Regions from separate parts of the Mus musculus genome. Here regions 2, 3 and 4 are each linked to region 1. The links are chromatin contacts, called in public HiChIP or PLAC-seq maps. All regions are on one chromosome and are shown on one strand. Each heading gives the region's core, a stretch centred on a gene start, on an enhancer-like site or on the middle of the called end of the contact. The rest is flanking DNA. Distances are from core to core; before and after follow the strand shown.

Region 1 (2,700 bases), core at 71-2,570:
AGTGCTGTGGACAGGCCTTGTGGATGACATTCTAAAATCCCATAGCGAGGGACTCAAGATAGATCCTCTTTGCTGCTCTGGCTGGATGTGAAACACAGCTCCTGTCCTTCCTCTGGGGCTCAACCCAAGAGCCATCCCAGTCACTACAGCTCTCCTCCCTGTCTCCTTGGTGAGGGGCAGCCTGTGGCTTGGAGAAGAACCAGATAGCCAGGGTTTGGGTCCAGGTTGAGACTGACAGCTGCAGGAGTAGGAACAAGGCCAGTCAGTGTCCCTGGGTGTCACTGCCAGCATCCAATGCTCAGAGCAGCGCTCACTCACCAGTGCCTCACCTTCGCTGCCTCCCATTGAGCTTGGGACCTTCTCTGCAGGCACCTGCACAAGCAGAGCCTAACGGGTATGGGATGGCCCACTAGGCTGGCATGGAGAATGCACCCTGGCCCCCTTGGAGAGTCCCACATCACTTCCTTGGCTCTGCGGCACTCAAAGACTGACATTGCAGGCAGTGGCAATGGGTTCAATGCCAAGCTGAGGGGCCCAGGGCTGACTCTGGGTGGGCATGTAAAGCCAGGAATGCTTGAGAGTATGGTCTTACCTTAGTTTTCACATGACAAAGAGCAGGCTACAGAGTTGAGCAAAATGAACGGGGACCTCTCAACCAGTGGGGCTCCCCAGGTAGATATTTTGGGAGAAAGCTAGTGCAGAAACACAGGGATGGGGTTTGCGACCTCCCAACCCCAAACACAGGGTCTGGTTATACCTGCCTTCCCACCTTAGCACAAAGCCTACAACGGTCTTTGTGCACTGGCTTGTGCAGCCGGTCCCCTGGGGGCCAATGCAGCTGGCATTGATTGACAGCCCTAGGAGACAGTCTGCAGTCAGTCTGAACCAACACAGGACTTCATTTGAAATTCAAATTCTGCTAAACAGAAAATTAATATGAATCTCATGTTTTTCTTTTCGCAGGCCCAGCTGTGCCTCTGCCAGCCAGCGTGGCTGCCGCACGCAGTCCTGTTGTCCCCAGCACAGCCTGTGCTCCCTCTAAGTGAGGAGGAAAGGTCTCCCCTCTGTGTTCTCATTCTGTAGGTAAGACATCAGGACCCCGATACAGCCAGCCTCAACCCAGAACCCCAACACAGACGACTTACCCAGAGAAGGTACAGAAGATGGACTTAGAGGCAGACTCCTGGGGTTGCTTAGCAAGAGGCCTGGGAGAGCTGCCTGGGTGGAGCCCCTGGGATTGCTCACCTGGTCTGCTCTGAGGACAGAGGGGAGCTGGGAGGAGTTTGCCAGGCCTGACAGCAGAGCTGGGGAATCCACTGGACCATTGCAGAAGGCAGGAACCTCCTTTTTGCCATAGACTTACAGTTCTCATGGGGGCATGTCCTGCTATCCCTCACCTCTCCTTATGCCCGTGCGACAAGATCATGACCAGGTTTCCACTTCTGGTCTAATCTCCTCTCCACTCAGCCCTTTCCAGATCATCCAAGTCTCTCTCTCTCTCTCTCTCTCTCTCTCTCTCTCTCTCTCTCTCTCTCTCTCACACACACACACACACACACACACACACACACACACACACACACTCTGCCCCTGTATTCAGGAACCCTTAGTGTCTCTCTCTGTCCCCGGAGCAGCTAGAGGACATTTTAGTGGTGAGCATGAGCTGTGGCTTCAAATCTTGACTCAGTCACTTCATTAGCAGTCACTCTGGTGAGTGTCACAGCCACTTTGAACTTGTTTCCTAGTCAATGAAGTGGGGATTGGAGCCCTTGCCTTGCAGCAGTTTGGGGGTTGGGTGTGGCGGTATATGGGAGGCAGGTGAGAACTGGTTGGAAAAGTGTCTATCTGCCTTGAGGGCTCTGGGGGCAAGGATTAGGGACAGAGCCTCCTTCTGTGTTTGTCTCCAGTGAAGCCCCATGCCTGCACAGAGCAGTGCTCATTGCTGAGTAGGTGTCAGGTCAGTGATGTCTGTCAGAATCCCTTCTTACTGTCATTTACCTGTAGGGGACAGAACAGGATTGCATAGTGTCTGGGTGTGGGCACAGCTATTAGGGTTGCTGGGACTTCTAGAATAGTGTAAGATCTAGCTAGCTTGTGGACTTCTTGCCTTGGTCCTTGATAGATAGAAGCTTCTAACGTTTCCACCAAGTGATCATGTGGGTCGGTGCTAGCATCTGTGTGCTCCCTTTGGATGTGAGCATCCTTGCATTCTGAGGATGCTTGGACATCAGGCACTTGTACAAAGCTGAGTTCTGCTTGCTGGAGCCTTTGTCCATGTGTGAGTTGGGCTATGCTTTGCCGTTCTATTAATATTGGCTATGATATGGTTGCAATTTGTTCCCCAGTGACTTACCTTACTTGCTGGGAGCTCACTCCTCAGTGTGGTGACCATTAAGAGGATCCAACTGTGGCAGGATGTTCACTGGGGGTGTTCTCCTGGAAGAGATGAATGTAGTTCTGATGGGCCCTTGAAAGAAGGCCAGCCCCTCTCTGTTCTCTGGCTCTCTGTTCCACTATGAACACTCTCTTTCCTGCACAAGCACCTGCCATGTTCCATCTACTATGAGGTTGCCACCAGAAGTCAAAGCCACTTAACCTTGGGCTTTCCTAAACAAACCTTCTTTGCTTATGTCTAATTTAGCCAGGGGCATTTTGTTATAGCAACAGAAAACAGATGGATCCAAAGTTATACCAGTGTTC
Region 2 (2,744 bases), core at 227-2,726, 460 kb after region 1:
GGATTACTGTCAAGTAGAAAAGACCAAAATGGAAGACTGGTGAACTATCCTATAAAGCAGCCAAGCAGACAATAAAGGACATAAGTAGCCACAGGCTTGCTCCTCACAGACCCTACCACAGGGTGTCAGGGGCCCTAACATGTGGAGAGCTTTCCAAAGGACAAGCGAAGGAAACAGTCCTATGTACCTGAGTAGCCTATGCTTAGAAGAAGTATTTTAATGGAGATTTTTTTTCCCCCACAAGGTATTGCCTGCCTAGGCACTTTGAAAAAGTGGGCTCAACGGTTAACGGTTAAGGTGGTTAAGGTGGTGAGTTCAAATCCCAGCAACCACATGATGGCTCACAACCATCCATAATGAAATCTGATGCCCTCTTCTGGGGTGTCAGAAGTCAGCTATAGGGAGCAAGCAGGGCCAGAGTGAGAAGAAAAAGTGTCTGAAGACAGCTACAGTGTACTTACATATAATAAATAAATAAAAATAAATAAATCAGAAAGAAAGAAAGAAAGAAAGAAAGAAAGAAAGAAAGGAAGGAAGGAAGGAAGGAAGGAAGGAAGGAAGGAAGGAAGGAAGGAAGGAAGAAAGAAAGAAAGAAAGAAAGAAAGAAAGAAAGAAAGAAAGAAGAGAAAAGGTGGCCTGTTATTTGGAGCTAGGCATTTAGCTGTGGCAAGCAAAGTTGTCATGCATGATGCTCTTGGAAGCCTGTATCATCCATGACTCTCCAAAAGAGAAACCCTGAAGACAACGTAAAACAGAATTAGCCAAGGGAGGGAAGGGGCTGGATCAAAATCAGTCCCTACAGGGAGCTAGGGTCTTCTGCAGAAGACCTAATCATGCTGTTGACAGAATCTGTGTACACCTCTCTGGATAGCAGCCCCAGGGAAGCCCATACCTCTAGAACAGCCACCTCCTGTCCGTTTCGAAGCAGCCGGAAGGTCAACGGGTGCTTAGAATCCAGGCCCGGGATCACCTCGCAGCCACGGAGGGGGATGGAGACGAGGTGGGTCTTCAGGTCAGCCCTGTCCTTGTGGAGAATGAGTTTGCTGTCCTTCACTCTGCACCAGCGCTCCCGCCAGCGGCTGTTAGAGAGCACATTCAGGTAGCCTGCAAGGAGAGGATGCCACAGCTCAGGCTCCCGAGGAAGCCACGTCCCTTGTCTGTGGTCTTTTACAGAGTGCACGAAACACACGCTCACATCCAGGTTTTAAATGCTCATAAAGAGATAAGAGTCATTATTACACAGCTGCCTTTCAACGGGACCTGGAGGCTCTTCCCCGGACAGAACCCACTGCACGGTATCAGGACCAGTTTCATCTCCTTGGTGTCTACACGGGAACCAGGAAACCGCCTTGAGACAGTGACAGTGGACATGGGGTGGCGAGGAGGGGCTGACAGCTGCCTGCACATAACGGAAGAGAAATCACATGCAAGACGACCCAGCTGCAAACGCTGTAAGCAGAGCACGGGAGACAGAAATAAAAGTATCAGAAGATGAAAACTCTCCAGGAAGTGGGAGGCCCGGGGAGTGGTAAACTCCCCAGCGCTGGATATGTTCCAGCAAATGACGGAACGTGGCTGGTATGAGCTCCCCACCCACAGCCCAAGGCCTCCTCCTGGTCTCTATGTCCCATCCCTGCTTGGGGAAGCCAGAGTTTCATCTCCTGGAGAGACTAACCCAGATGAAAGCTGACTGTGGCATCTGTGGCAGTTGTCCTACTATGGCCTCCAACTGTCCCACTGTGCGCACACCATCTCTCCGAGACTAAGAAAGGATTAGACAGGGAAAGGGTGGCCAGCGGGTAAAAAGGAGGATAGTGGAGAAGGCTAGGTGTCGCTCAGCTTCTTCCAGGTCTTGCACACATACGTACTCAGACCCTCAGTGCTCAGATGAAGGTTTGCACACCTCTGATGAGTTTTTCTTCAAGATATATTCCCAGTGAGTACCCACATATGCAAAATGTGAGTCCTTCTCTGGCTGGGGGCCTCCTGAGTCCACACACTCTTAACACTCTAACATGCATCTCTTGCCTCGTGAGGCGAAGAATCTCTGATGTCACAGACACCAAGACAGAAGCCTGTGAGCACCAGAAAAGGGGACTCTTGTGTTCAGGCAGCTTCTAGACATTTTTCTTCAAGGGCCATCTAGGAAGGAGAAGGAAGGCATCTTCAGATGTGGGGTGCCCTACCAGAGGCCATAGCCAGACCTGATGCCTACATAAAATCAAAGACAGATAAGGGGGATTGTTCCCAGTACAGCTGCAGGTTTCGCTTGAGAAACCGCAGCTAAATGATATTATTCTTTTTAAAGGCTTTTAATGTATAGATGGGACTGTTCTGATTCATTACTGTTTTAAAAGGAAGAAGGAAAGCCCTGCTTTAAAACGCAGTCAGACGAACATCTTACTAGAACTGTTTTGAAGGCTATCAACAGCAATCAATCACGCAGAGAGCCAGGCACTAGACCTCTCTGAGTAGACGTCACCTGTATCAACAGAGCCTAAGTGTTTTCTGAGCGCACGCCCACAAACAGGATGGCAGGAAGGCCTGAAGTAACTTGATCTATTCTGGAGACATGGATCACATGTGCATGGGCTCTTTAGCCACTGTTACAGAGCCACTCTGGACGGGGAGTGGAGGCACATGCCTGTGAGCCCAGCATGCAGCAGGGAGGCTCAGAGAGATCATGAGTTCAAAGCCAACCTGGGCTATATAATAAGACCCTGTCTCAACAACAACCAAAACCA
Region 3 (2,700 bases), core at 184-2,683, 390 kb after region 1:
AGAAAAGATAGCTGTGTGTCCTGGGAGGTAATATCTCTGTAATATTAACATGTCACTGACAGAGGAACCCTGAGCTGTGATCAAGCCTTGCATGCTATTCCTGGATGTTTCTAAGGCTCGGCTGTCCCTGCTATTCATGGGGCACAGTGCCTATGTGGTACCAGTCCTTCTCATTGCTGATTAGTCAAGGATGCCATGTGGCTGGCAGGTGGTCTTACCGGAGAGAGGGGGGATGTGGTCTAGCTGTGGCCTAGGTGTTGAGCTGTCCCAGAACTGGTCTCTGGTGGATAGGAGTCAGGCATGGGAGGTAGAACATCTTAGAAAGGAGTAAGACCATGCCGCTCTGTGGACACTGGTGGCCTTTAACAGGTTCAGCGTGGATGAGGGCCACACGTGGAGCACACACAACTTCACCAGCACCTCAGTGTTCGTGGATGGGTTGCTGAGCGAGCCAGGGGATGAGACGCTGGTCATGACGTGAGTGTGGAAGGGGACGTGGGTGAAACAGGCACATCTGATGTGAGGAAGACCACAGCACTGCCCACAGCACTGGGTGGGGGGGTGGGGTCAGAGCCACTCCCAGGAGGTGACCTCATACTGGGCCTCTGCTTCCTGCTACTAGGCCAGTGGCTCCTCCTCTCACCCTGGCTAGCAGGCACATCTGCTGCCTGCACTGGCCAGTGACAGCCAGGAAAAAAGCTGGGGAGGTGATGTAGCCTGCATGCCTCTCCCCACTCAGGGCCCCAGGGAGCATTCATAGAGTCCCATGAAGTGTCCAGAGAGCCCCATGGAGCATCCGTGACCCCTACAGAACCCCACAGAGCATCCCAGTACCTCCATGGAGTGACCACAGCCCCCTGGAATCCATACAGAATGTCCATGACCCCCCCCCCAGAAGCAGATGTAGTTCCTTCCACAGTCAGGCTGCAGTGAGAAAGCCCACTGTGGTGATGACCTCTCATCCTCCTTTCTGGGTGGCTAGCAGAAAGCCAGGGCAAGTCCTACTACAGGACACAAGTAGTATGTGTATCCCAGAAGAGCTGAGCACCAGGCATGGAAGGCTGAGATAGTCCCAGTCACCCTCTATTTAGCAGCTTGGGAGGCAAGCAGGTTGTTCTTGGTCAGGTGCTCCATGATGCTGTGGCCTTCAATGACCCTGCAGGGGATAGGGGTGGGGGCTCATGCTTCCCCAGTCTGTGTGAACTGTCTGTGTGAAGGCTGTGGTGTGGGACAGCAGGGGAGGTCAGGGCTATGGTGCTTGGTATTTGTCAAGAAAAGCAGGTGAGGAAGTCTGGGCTGGGGCAGACTCAACCTGGTTCCTTGGCCTCTTTACAAGGAGGCTGAACAGTTTGCTGGACTAAACCTGCAAAGCAAGGGCTAGCAACAAAGGCGACAGCCCTCACAGGGCTCTCAGAGCTCCAGCAAGCTGGCAGGGTTCCCAGCCTCCGCTTTCCCCAGCCCGGCCCCACCACAGGGCCATCTCTGCCCTGAGCACATCCCCTCCCCTCCTCCACCTCACTTCATCTTGTAGTCTGCATTTTGTGGCTGCTTTGGGACATTCGTGCTTTGTGCAGCCAAGGTCCTCAGATCCGGGTCTGGTCCCAAATGCAGCTTTCATCCCTGCAGCCGGCATTCATCTGGAGAAAGCTGCAAAGTTCACAGGCAGGCGCGTTCATGTTTTAAGTTTTTAAACAGCGCCACAAGGTTCCTACGAAGCCTTTCACAAGGCTGCATCTTCAAACAGCTTCCAATTTCAGTGGGCATGGAGATCATTCACGTGACACAGGCTGGCAGAATGAAAAACTTTTCTGTCTGAGCTTAGGACAGAGCCCCACCCTTATGGAACCTTTATCTTCATCCACCCAGAGGTCACATCTAAGCTGCCCAGTTACCTTGTCAGGACATTGTTCCCAGCACTGCCCACAGCACAGCACAGGACAGAGGGTCCCAGCCTTGGGCTGTACTATGAGGGCTTTCAGCCTAGCAGGGCTACAGGCCATCCCTAGGGCGGAGCCAGTAATACATTCTACAGCATGGCCCACATTTCCTGCTCTCTGCCAAGTAGTCAGTGGCCCTTTGGCCTATCCTGCTAGAACCGTTCAACTAGATAAGAGATGCCCACAGTAGGAACTAAGGTTTCTTTACAGACAGGAACTGGCATACAGAGATGGGATTAGCTGGACCAACTTGCTTCTCTGCTTGAGCTCAGAATGTAGAGTATGGGACATTCCCATACAGGAGATGCTCGGCTATCACACTCAGGCTAATTGGCCATGGTGAAGGCCAAGCCTCACAATTGTGAGCTGCCAACCCATGTATCACCCTGGGTGGGGCCCTTCCTTAGTCTTGTTCCCCTCTGAAATCTGGGGCGATCAGCATACATTCCTCACAGGATACGGTGAGCCCTAAGGAGATGGACAGAAATGTGGGAACCCCTCTCTCTAGCTGCCTGTCAAGGTGACAATGAGCTCTGACAAGAGGAACACCCATCTGAACAGCAGGTTTTCCGAGACAAGGCCACCCATGGTCTGCAGGACAGTTGGATGGGAGGAGCCAAAGCCAGTGTGCAACGCTGGTCTCAGACCAAGCTGAGCACGCCTAGCCTCCATGCATCATGGTGCTTCCTGTGCGGCTGGCCGCCCTCTGTCCCTTTCTCTGCTCAGTGGGATGCATTGCGCTGTCTGTCATGGGACCCTTTCA
Region 4 (2,700 bases), core at 109-2,608, 480 kb after region 1:
TATGATGTAAAAGGAAATGAAGGATGGAGGCTCATACCCATCATCCCATCCCCCTCCGCTTCTCCTTGTCCCTTCAAGAGAATCAGGAGTTCGTGGTTCTAGACACCAAAACAGAAGTTCCCTGAGCAGGGAGAGTTAGCAAGGGCATGTCTCAATCCTATCAGCATAGGGCAGCATTTAGAAAAATACAAAGCAAAAATAAATAAATAAATAAAGTCTTTCAGGTTCCCAACAAATACGAATGATTCAGAGTCGTGTTTTTAAAACCTCCAGCCCCTCTGCAGCTCGGCAGGGAAAAGCACCCACTGTACAGACCTGACAAACTGGGTTCAAGCCCAGGGTCCCACAGTGGAAGAAGAGAAATTACGTTGTCCTCTGCCCTTCAGCATGCCCACCACCACATATGAACACACACAATATAATAATAATAATTACAATAGTTAAAATCACGGTTCTGATAAAGTAACTTGTCCAGTGGTGGATGTGGAAGGAGCTAGACTATCTTAGGCTCTGCTAGGCTGAGACAATTAGGATCCTATGGCTGATACCTTTTTGTCATTGACTCATTAGCATATATTAATGTTAATGATACACAATAGATTTCTTAGTGAGCGCGTGTCACACATGTAGATAATTTTTGCCATAGTCACCCTGTTGCCTCCTCTTCCCCTCCCCAGCTGGCCCTTCTCTTCCTAACTTGCCCCACATCTGTTTTTTACCTTGGGACCTAGTGAGTTTTATCAGGGTTAGTTACAGAAGCTTGCATAGTGACTCACAGGCGCAGAGGCATGGGACCAGTGGCTCATCACTGAAGAAAATGTCCCTCCCTCCTGGGGCAACCATTAACTGCTTAAAGATCCTCAGAAAAAAAAGAGTTCGGTACCACACCCTTCCCATGGGCAGACCTTAACTATAATCCCTCAAGGGGGAGTGGGGCCTTGTGAGCCCCCCACCCTACTTCTGGATTATCCAGTCTTCCCACCCACTCCTCCACAATGCTCCCTGAGTTTGGGGGGAGCACTCCTTAGGGCTGAGTGCTGGGTAATCATTTTGACTTTCATGGGTAGACCTCCTCAAGCTCTGCTACTGCAGGAGTAAAAGAGCAAACATTAAAACAGAGCAATCAATTCAAACTCCTCAGAAAAAGATCTCTCTCGCCTGGTATCATTTACATCCCTTGTAAGAAATACACTAAAATTAAACTCCTCGCAATTAACTACCATTCATGAGTGGAGTCGTCATGCTGTAATTAGCTAAGCGCCTCTGTTTGCAAGTAGCTCGCACAGGGGGGAGGGAGGATATGAGGTCATTTCAGTCCATCAGCATCTTGAAACGTGTTGTTTCTCTGGTCTGTTCGCCAGCTGCTCAAGGCCTCGGAGTGACTTCATGTCAGATGTGAAGCAGTTAGAAGGGAGCTGGGAGTTTAGCACGCTGCAGACCAGAGGGTGAGCGGGAGCCACCATGGTTCAAGCCATTCCTACCCAGCGCTCCTTAAGGAACAGAGAACACCAAGCATGGAAGGAGAGTCCAGGCAGCCAGGAGAGGAACCCAGAGAAAGAAAGAGCCACCAGGAAGGCCGCCCACTGCACAACTGCCCCCTCTCTCCTTTAGTGAACGGACAGGCTAAGACCACAGGAGGGGGTAGAGGGAGCGATGAGGCGGACTGGGGAGCATGATACGAGGTTCACAAAGAACCAATAAAAAGGTTTTAAAAATTAGTTTTAAAAAACAAATTACAGGAGGAAGGATAAAAAGAGGGAAGGGCCAGCTGTCCATCACTCAAAAGCGAAGCCTCCATCAAGCCAGAAAACCGACCTTGATGCCTAGATGGACCACGGTAGATCATCACAATGAGCTACACAATGGCCTAAGACTCGACCTCTTGGGCATCAAATGAAACTACAAGCAGTGTCAGGATGAGGAAGCACGAGTGTCTGGGGTGAGAAGGGTGAGGACCCACATAAAAAAAGCTGGGTGCAACATCGTGTGCTTGTAACCCCAGCTCTGGGGAGGCAGTGAGATGGATCCCTGAGGCTCACTGGCCAGCCAGCCTAACTATCTCTGTGAGCTAGGGCAGTGGCAAGGAGGAGGCCCTGTCTCAGAAAAGTGAGGCAGATGGCACCTGAGGAACAGGAACAGCATCTGAGATTGTCCTCTGCTGCCGCCATATGTGTGTGCATTTCTCTCTCTCTCTCTCTCTCTCTCTCTCTCTCTCTCTCTCTCTCTCTCTTCTCTTCTCTTCTCTCCCTCCCTCCCTGTCTCTGTGTATATCTCTCTCACACATACAGGCACACACACACATGCACACGCACACGCACATGCACATACACAGAGGCAGCATGAGTCAATCAGACGCCCATGCCTCTGTAAACCTCAAAGGCTCTGGAGGGCCTGCATTGATATGGATCAGCCTGCAGCACAGTGAGGCTCTCCTTCTCACAAACTCCCAGAAGAGATTCCGGAGCCTGAGGCTTACATGGGAGGAACCCAGAAAAAAAATCCTCCCCAGCCTGAATGTCACAATTTCAGGCAAGCCACAGGCCACTGCTGACACCACAGCCGCTGCTGACAGAGTGGAACAGGCCACCTCTGTGTGGTTCTCTGGGCGGCCCACAAAGCATCATTGTGGGCCTGGAGTCTGACTGTGTGCTCCTGGGGGCCATGGGGAATCGAGGTTCACGGTTCCCCAGATACAGTGGA

What was found. HiChIP or PLAC-seq counts read pairs in DNA pulled down with a chosen protein or histone mark.
Region 2: a contact with region 1 is called in an H3K27ac HiChIP or PLAC-seq map of large pre-B cells, with 4 times the contacts expected there. The contact joins two enhancer-like sites. A contact is called at or near these places in 1 of 484 Hi-C or Micro-C datasets (embryonic stem cells) and 1 of 115 datasets of contacts at active chromatin or transcription factors (large pre-B cells).
Region 3: an H3K4me3 HiChIP or PLAC-seq map of embryonic basal ganglia shows a contact between it and region 1, with 4 times the contacts expected there. The contact joins two enhancer-like sites. A contact is called at or near these places in 1 of 15 datasets of contacts at CTCF or cohesin (large pre-B cells) and 2 of 115 datasets of contacts at active chromatin or transcription factors (embryonic basal ganglia and large pre-B cells).
Region 4: a contact with region 1 is called in an H3K4me3 HiChIP or PLAC-seq map of embryonic basal ganglia, with 3 times the contacts expected there. The contact joins two enhancer-like sites. A contact is called at or near these places in 2 of 115 datasets of contacts at active chromatin or transcription factors (embryonic basal ganglia and epiblast stem cells) and 1 of 9 other capture datasets (embryonic stem cells).

Annotation. Positions count from the first base shown.
Region 1 is chr5:36,432,926-36,435,625 of GRCm38.p6, reverse strand. No RefSeq gene overlaps it. Among named protein-coding and RNA genes, the nearest start is that of 2210406O10Rik, 31 kb to the left of the region's middle. Within about 2 kb of position 1,320, at least 15 of the 459 cell types and tissues checked have an H3K27ac peak or open chromatin away from gene starts, as enhancers often do. A contact at or near this core is called in embryonic basal ganglia, where this site is marked.
Region 2 is chr5:35,972,748-35,975,491 of GRCm38.p6, reverse strand. It overlaps Afap1 (actin filament associated protein 1), which reads right to left. Exons shown (of 17, transcript NM_027373.2): 10 at 893-1,104. Among named protein-coding and RNA genes, the nearest start is that of Afap1, 81 kb to the right of the region's middle. Within about 2 kb of position 1,476, at least 113 of the 459 cell types and tissues checked have an H3K27ac peak or open chromatin away from gene starts, as enhancers often do.
Region 3 is chr5:36,039,869-36,042,568 of GRCm38.p6, reverse strand. Sorcs2 (sortilin-related VPS10 domain containing receptor 2) reads left to right here. Exons shown (of 27, transcript NM_030889.2): 14 at 370-477. Among named protein-coding and RNA genes, the nearest start is that of Gm52811, 44 kb to the left of the region's middle. Within about 2 kb of position 1,433, at least 59 of the 459 cell types and tissues checked have an H3K27ac peak or open chromatin away from gene starts, as enhancers often do. A contact at or near this core is called in embryonic basal ganglia, where this site is marked.
Region 4 is chr5:35,952,864-35,955,563 of GRCm38.p6, reverse strand. The region is part of intron 6 of Afap1 (actin filament associated protein 1); the gene reads right to left. Among named protein-coding and RNA genes, the nearest start is that of Afap1, 61 kb to the right of the region's middle. Within about 2 kb of position 1,358, at least 40 of the 459 cell types and tissues checked have an H3K27ac peak or open chromatin away from gene starts, as enhancers often do. A contact at or near this core is called in embryonic basal ganglia, where this site is marked.